Linked DNA regions of Mus musculus: region 2 is linked to region 1. The links are chromatin contacts, called in public Hi-C maps. All regions are on one chromosome and are shown on one strand. The core of a region is the stretch at or near the end of the contact, and the rest is flanking DNA. Distances in the headings are between cores, read along the strand shown.

Region 1 (4,160 bases), core at 618-3,117:
TTCTTAGCGAATGAGAAGGAATGATAAGAGAGAGAAATTTACATGGAGTCATGGACAAATGGTGACACTGTTGATGTGTATGAAAAGAGGAAACAGACAAAACTGGAGAGAAGGGGACTGGATGACCAATGGGAGAGTGACAGTAGTCCTCTCCACCCGGTTCTAGGCACACTCACCAGAGCCATCTTATTGTCGCGCCCCCCCCCCCCCCCCTAGAATGGGAGGCGCCTCTCTCCAACAGTGGGAAGGATAAAGGTGGACACGGAAGTTGTCAACATGAATCTGGAATCGTTCCCACGAAGCTTGCTTGCAGCGGGGCTTCAATGCTAACCCCACCCCTTTCTGTTTTTAACCTAAGATTTAACAGATGGTGGGAGGAACAAGAACCTCTTAGTTTAAAAAAGAAATCTATAGATTCAGGACCCCCTTTCCAAAAGCTGCGGAGTCTGGGGAGAGGGGCTTCAAGCTTACGAACGAACTCCACGGGATTGATCGCTCGCAGCAGAGTGGTGGAAAAACACTGTTGATAAGGCTGTCTGGAGCCAGCCTGTGGAAGGCCTTGGATTTCAGGACAGAGGGTTTGGACTTGGTCCTGGAGGCAGAGGGAGCCAGAGAAGACTGGGGGGGGGGGGGGGGGGTGAGCACTTGATGAAAGAGTTCCTCAGTCACTCAAGAAAAATCACTTGCACAGCTCATTCTTCTCCTTAGAAAACAATCTCAGAACTTAGCTTCAAATGTACCCCCAATTCAGCAAAAAACATATACCAGCCCCTGCAAGGCTCCCATGGGGAGTTCATGAGTGCAGGCTCAAAGCATAATCTGTGTTTTACTTGGCATTTTAGCATGTCTATGGGTGATGCATGTCCTCAGATGAGGACAGGCTGATATGATTAAACATTTTTATATCAGTTATTCTGACTCTCTCATGGTGCCTTCCTACCCCCACCTCACCACCAGCCCCCATCCCCCTTTTCAGCCTTCCACTTCAGGCCTTCTAGATATTCGGAGTGAAGTGCTTAGAAAAGAGATGAGTATCGTCCTTAGTAGCACCTGTGTGGTGCATAGTCTCAGCACAAGAGGTTTGCAGGGATCCAGCCACTGCTTTCTTAAGGTCTCTGGATATCACGTGGTTCCTAGGAGTCTGGCATGTGGTGTCTGGCACTTGGCATGTCGTGTATGGCAAGTGTTCAACCAGAGTCACAGTGTTTATGGTACATATGGCTTTAGCTGGTATCTAGCTTGGTTTGCTTCCTCCCATCCTTCTTGCTTAAGGCCTTCCCTCTGTTCTCTCACACCTCTCCCCTACTTTCTTTTAGACTGTGGGTTCTAGTCTTCTCCTTCTCTTTCTTCTCCTCTCTTCTTACTTTCTATCTCCTTGTAACTTTCCTTTTTCTCTAGAGGAACTGGGAAAGACAAGGGTGTGTGGGCGGCCATGGAGTCCCTCCAAGGAAAGTGTGAGGCTTTGGGCAAAAGAGATCTCTCATTTCTTCCAAACATAGGTCTAATCTGAACAGCCTCCAGGCTCTAGACTCCAATCCAACATCAGTGGTTTCAGTCGGCCTCCGTGAGGAAGGGCCCCAGGGATGCTCTGTTGTTAGTCTTGTCTTGGAGAAAACCAAGTCTCTGAATTTACTTGTTTCACAGAATGGGGCACCCACATTCCCTTTCCTAAGCCACTACAGCCCCAGAGAGGCTCCTCTGAGCGAGAGGCCTGGCTGCAGAGAAGCAAGACTTCATTAAGGATTTGATTTATCCCCAAATGATCTATTGTTATGCATCAAACATGTTTTCCCTCCAAAGCAGTTGGCAGGCAGCACACAGATAAATTACTACAAGATGTAACCATACAAGCTGTTCAAAAGGAAAACGGTTCTCTGTGTGTGGAGCTCAGGAGAGCACATCTATAAACATGTGTTGGGAAATCGCTTTGGTATAAGTTGGCTGGAAGAAATGGGAGGCCGCCCTAAAGTACCAGCTTGTTGTGATATGGGACAGTTCTTCTGAGGTCATGGCCCAATGTCTCAGGGGCAAAGAAATAGCAGGCCATTTCCATAGACAAAAGAGCCAGATTTCTTGTTTGCTGGAGAGAAGGGGTTATGAAGATTTTACTTGCAAATCAGGCAGTTAATTACTGCTCTGCTGTGTTTCAGATGAGTAGGATCACACGGCAGCATAGTGCCATTCCGTTCATTAGGAAGGAAAAGCTACTGGGTGTAGCATCATAGAAAGAGCAGAATAAATCACTTCCCAGCCACATGCCCTTACTAGCTCTGAGATCCAACGCATCTCGGAGATGCTGCTCTCATTTATCAGATCAGAAGTTGAGCATGCATGCCTCGCTTTGACAAGGTTAGAAGATCTATCTCTTGTCTTGGGGAATTATATCCTACAGGAAGATAACCCCAATGATAAAGTGTTTTTCACTCGAATGCATAAGGACCTGAATTCAATCTCTGGAACCTGCATATTAAAAGCCAGGTGTGGTGATAATGCACTTGTAATCCCAGTGCTAGAGGTTTGGAGTCGTGGAAATCTGAAACTCAACGACCAACAAGCCTAGGCTATTTAACAAACTCAATGCCAGTGACAGAGTCTGCTTCCTCCAAAAGATAAGAGCCCAAGGAATGACACCCAAGTTGTCTTCAGACATCAACACTTATATCCACACATACACACATCCTCACATACGATTCAGATACACCAGTACAAACATGTATACGCAGGAATTATATCTGCAATCTGCTGTGTCATTTCACTATAAGCAATGACCAGTCATGATGTGTCAAAATTAAATTAAAATAAATTCTTTAGTCAGTAGCTGCATGGAGCTTGTGGCTACTATGTTTGGTAGCAGAGAGAGAGATTATTTTTATTCTGCTCATAGCTCAACTGGAAAATGGTGTTCTAGACCCTGACAGGGGCAATGTGGAGAATATACATACAATTGCCTCCTGCTTCATGGTTTTCAGGCATATGTGCATATCACAGTGACTTTCAGAATTATGTTTGTAGCAAAGCAGAAATGTTCCTTGATATCCTGTTTTTACAAAAATCTTTATTTGAGGATCTACCCTGGCTACGTCTACAAAGCATGGTGATTGCTGGAAAATCAGAGAGTAGAAAGTAGATGATTTCTTGGCCTTCAGAAAGAGGTCACCAAGGGAGCAAGTATGAGAGACCTTGGCTCCAGCCACAATTGCACTTCAGCAAGTGTGACAGAGTAAAAACAAAAGGAAGTCAAAAAGGAAAGGGGAAAGAAAGAAAAAGTCAAAAACTCTGACCCATAATTGTGCCTGTCCAAAAGAACTGCAGGGACAAAAATGGAGAAGAGCCTGAGGAAAAGGAGGTCCAGTGGCAGGCCCAAAGTGGGATCCAGCTCAAGGGAAGGCTCCAAGACCTGACACTATTACTGAGGCTATGGGGTGCTCACAAAAATGGACCTAGCATGACTGCCCTCCGAAGGACCCAACAAGCAGCTGAAAGAGTCAGATGCAGATATTTACACCCAACCAATAGACAGAAGCAGCTGATCCCTGTGACTGAATTAGGGAAAAGCTGGAAGAAGCTGAGGAGGAGGACGACCCTGTAGCAAGAACAGCAGACTCAATTAACCTGAATCCCTGAGATCCCTCAGACACTGGACCATCAGCCAGGCAGCATACACCAGCTGATATGAGGTCACAACACATATACAGCAGAAGACTGTCAGGTCGGGGTTCAGTCAGAGAAGATGCACCTAACCCTCAAGAGACTGGAAGCCTCAGGGTGGAGGATCGGGGGTGGGGGATAGGGGTAGGGACATCCTCGTGGAGATGTGGGGGGCGGGGAAGTATGGGATGTGGAACAGTAAGAGGGTAGACCAGAGGGGAGATAAAATCTGATGTGTAAAAAAAATTAAATAAAATTAAAAAGAATGATAGCCACCAACCACTTTTTTCTTTAAGCATGATGAGCAGAATCTAAATGGAATTGTGCTAACATGCTCATAAACCTTCTAATGTTCTATTTAACTGCCTTGGAAAAGTCTCAGGAGAGATGAAATCTACCCCAGGAAATGTAGCTAAAGTTTGAGAGGCATTCGCAAGATCATAGCAGAATTATTCCAAACTTTAACTTTCTTTTCTTTTCTCTTCTCTTCTCTTCTCTTCTCTTCTCTTCTC
Region 2 (4,085 bases), core at 87-2,586, 150 kb before region 1:
GAGCTCCTAGGAGAGGCTAGATGCTGGAGAGCATGGGTCACAGAGACAGCCTGCAAGACAGCCTCAGCTGGAGCATCACCCTTGGAGGGGAACAGGAGTTGCTGTAAAAAATGACAGAAGCACACATTGGCAGGGAAGAGAGCTATGGAGCGCTGTTGAGAAGAGAGGCAGGAATCACATTAGAATTTCCAAAGATGATTTTTCTCCCCCAAGGGTCCAGGGCTGGTGGTATTTAACCTTGTCTTAAGCGTCTGCATTTCATATGTGTTTTAAAAATTATCGGTACATATTAAGTGCATAAATTAAATGGGTCCATTGTGGCATTAACACACACACACACACACACACACACACACACCAGGCTGTCACCATGACTATCCCTAAAGACTCCTGCATATAAACATTTCTCCCCAGGAGAGGAAGAGATTCATTCCACTTGATCAAAAGCATCCAGGTGCACAAAAGTGCCTTCTCTGTGCCTGGCAGCCAGCCAAATGGGAGACTGCCTGCCGCTGCTGCACATTTCAAGTGCCTTTTAGAAACGAGGACACCCTGCTTCTCATCCTCCTTGCTCAGTAGCCACCATGTACCCAGGAAGCAGAGGATGTTCCATATGTGTGTGTGTGTGTGTGTGTGTGTGTGTGTGTGTGTGTGTATGAGTGCTTGGCAGACACCTGCCAATACGACAGGACACAGGCAGTGTAGTTTTCAACCTGTGTAATACCCTGCCAGGCAAACAGAGCCTTCAGGGACAGCTAACTCCATGCTGCAGGTCTGGGTCAGGATGGTTGATAGAAGGAGAGGAAAGTAATCCAGGACCCCCCACAGCCCCACAGCCCCTGCTGAATTACCCTGGGGGAATTTGTGACTGCAAAAGCTACTTAACCAGTGAGGACAAAGACTTAATTGTTGGCAAGGATAGGTGGGAAAAGAAATGCTCCTGGGTGTATGCAGCCTATGGCTGCATGTATCCTGTGTAGTGACGTAGACCTCTCTCTTCCTGTCTTTGCTAGGCTGTGAGTACAGACTAGCATATTTGCCTTGCTTCCGATTTCCTTACTTGCGTTTCTGCCTTGCAAATCTGCATCTGAGTCTGTCCCTCCCCTGAGGTCCCTGCTGTCTCTTTCTTATTTACCATTCTCTTTAAGCACAGAGAGATCAATCCCTCCCCTGGTGGTGAAGCAGAGTGCTCAGGCTTGAGGGTTGCTTAGGTGCTGAAGCGCTCAGGGATAGCAAGAAGCCCCCTGCAGTGCTGTGCTGAAGCTAGCTTGCTCCATTCCACTTTCTATAAACCCATGGAAGTCAGATGAAGTTGCCGCCTGCTTCCCTGGTTGGTCCTGTTAATTGATCCCACATGTTTCCTCCGCTGCCTGATGAGAGAGATTCCAGTGTCAGGTTGTGCTGGAGACCAAGTCAGAGCAGCTTCCCCTGACATCTCTGTGATCCTGGGCAGATGCATGCTTAGGGCAGGGCGGCATGACCAGCTGACCATTTAGGGTCTGTGTGTGTGTCAGAGGGGATTGACTGGTGTGGTGTGAGGAGCTGGGCAAAGCCTCTGGCAGGGCATCCTAGTGTGGAGGCCTCCAACACTAGTGGGAGGCAGGAGCAGCCCAGGCCTGACACTGTTGCTGAGGCTGGCTGAGGCACCATTCACTGGGGACTCTGTGACCAGATGGGTGTTGTGGACTCTCACTTTCCATTTACCAGTGAGGGAAGAACAACGGGATCCAGAGAAGTCAAGGAACTTAATGAAAATCACCCAGGAAAGAAGTGGCAAAGTCTGAACAAGAACTTTAGTCTTTTGGTTTTTGTTTGTTTGCTTGTTTTGTTTTGTTTTCATATCAATGCTATTTTTTAATATTTTGTTTTTATTAGATATTTTCTTTATTTACATTTCAAATATTATCCCCTTTCCCTGTTTCTTGTTGGGCAGGTTTGCACTTTCTTCTCACATAAAGAGTGAATGATAGTTCAGGCAGTTCTGCAGAGAGTTGGCAGAGGATGGAAGTATGCTCAAAGAGAATGCTCAGGACTTTTTCCCGGGCCCATTCTCAGATCCACCCTCTTTCCCATCTGATGCATGAAGGGCTAGCAGGCTCGGAAGGTCTGTTGAACAGTCTGAAAGTCTAAAATTTGTTTCCTTACTTAACTTTTAATTAAAATATCATTAAATAACTTCCCCCTTTCCCCTTCTTCCTTCTCACTGCTCCCGTGTTCCATGCCTCCTCACTTCATCTCAAATTCATAGCTTCTTTATTTTTACTTGCTGTTGTCATGTATGTTTATATAAATACATACATGTATAAATGACCCACTGAGTCCATTTAGCATTGCTGTGTGTATATGATTTTAGGGCTGACCACTTAGTATTGTATGACCACTTAGGGGGTTCATCCTTGGGGAAGACAATTCTCCCCCTCTCTACGGTGTTTAGGTGTTGTAGGAGTGGGGACCCATGGGATCTCCTCCGTCTACATTAGCATGTCTATTGATGTTCTTGGTCAGGACTTGTTTAGGAAGTTGTAGTATGCTGGGTGAAGCTTCCCTATGACTTCTAGGACACAAGACTGTGCAGCAGATTCTCCAGCTCTCACAATCTCTGCACCATCTCTTTCTTGATTATTTTCTTTCTCTCTCTCTCTTTCTCTCTCTCTCTCTCTCTCTCTCTCTCTCTCTCTTTCTCTCTCTCTCCCTCCCTCCCTTCCTCCCTCCCTTCCTTCTTCCCTTCTCTCTCTCTCTCTCTTTCTCCCTCCCTCTCCCTCCCCCCTTCTCTCTTTTTCTTTTTGAGTTTTAGAGGCAGGAGTCATGTTCTATGTTTCCAGTAGGATCATGCACCTTGCGATCAGTTGGCCTATGCATTTTGATCATTTGACTTCTCTATAATGGTCTCTGTTGCAGAAGGAAGGTTCTTTGATGAGGATGAAAGTTATACTTCTCTGTGGATATAAGGACAAATAATTAGAATATAGTTAGGGTTTTTGTTGGCTTATTAAAGTGGAGATAGTAGGCGTTCTTCTAAGATCCATGACCTCACTGGCCCTGGGTAGTTGGTTAGATTTCCAATACCAGGCATGATTTCTCTCCTGGTTGAGTTGGCCTTGAGTCCAGTTGTTGGTTACTGCCAAGATGTGAATCCCCTACTGCACCCTTAGAGCTATCTTGTCATGCCAGCCATTAATCACAGATAGGTAGGACTATAGGTTACTTCCCTCTCTCAAGCTTGTACGATTACCTCCAGTATTCTTTCAGGGCAGATCCAGCTCAGGTCCTCCCAGTTGTGTGTCCCAAGTACTTAGAGTCTTCAGCAATAGGGCCTTACCTTCAACCTCTGGGAGGCAACCAAGGGCAACAACACTGGCCTATATTGTTTGAGGAATCTTCTTGACTCCCCTGACTAATAACTCAAAAGTGGGATTATCATGTGTGTGATGGTTTGTATATGCTTGGCCCAAGGAGTAGCATTATTAGAAGGTATGGCCCTGTTGGAGTAGTATGTCACTGTGGGTGTAGGCTATAAGACCCTTACCCTACCTGCCTGGAAGTCAGTCTTCCACTAGCAGCCTTCAGATGAAGATCTAGAACTCTCAGCTCTGCCTGCACCATGCCTGCCTGAATGTCACCACGCTCCTACCTTGATGATAATGAACTGAACCTCTGAAGCTGTTGTCCTTTATAAGACTTGCCTTGGTCATGGTGTCTGTTCACAGCGGTAAAACCCTAAGATATCATGCTTGGCACTGTTGTTTTTGTTAGATAATCTATTGCTCTTGGCAGGAGCATTATCAGCCCAAGTGACTTAACCTCACTTATAAACTACACACACACACACACACACACACACACACACACACACACACACACACGTTATATATGCTATATATATATATGTATGTATGTGTATATATATATATGTATATATATATGTATATATGTATATATATACACACACACGCACACATTTAAACACACACTTTACACATATACATTACATATATTTTTTGGTAAGTAAAAAACAATATGATTCCTTATGGCTTTCCAAATAGCCTTAGTATGATTTTTCTATTCTTCCTCTATCTCCTGTATTG

Evidence for each region. Hi-C and Micro-C count contacts between places; a contact is called where the count stands out from the background.
Region 2: a contact with region 1 is called in a Hi-C map of uterus. The contact joins two enhancer-like sites. A contact is called at or near these places in 4 of 484 Hi-C or Micro-C datasets (bone marrow-derived macrophages, cortical neurons and uterus) and 2 of 115 datasets of contacts at active chromatin or transcription factors (astrocytes and fibro-adipogenic progenitors).

What each region holds. Positions count from the first base shown.
Region 1 is chr10:87,664,223-87,668,382 of GRCm38.p6, reverse strand. No RefSeq gene overlaps it. Among named protein-coding and RNA genes, the nearest start is that of Gm30073, 130 kb to the left of the region's middle. Within about 2 kb of position 1,867, at least 46 of the 459 cell types and tissues checked have an H3K27ac peak or open chromatin away from gene starts, as enhancers often do. A contact at or near this core is called in cortical neurons and uterus, where this site is marked.
Region 2 is chr10:87,809,827-87,813,911 of GRCm38.p6, reverse strand. No RefSeq gene overlaps it. Among named protein-coding and RNA genes, the nearest start is that of Gm30073, 13 kb to the right of the region's middle. Within about 2 kb of position 1,336, at least 53 of the 459 cell types and tissues checked have an H3K27ac peak or open chromatin away from gene starts, as enhancers often do. A contact at or near this core is called in cortical neurons and uterus, where this site is marked.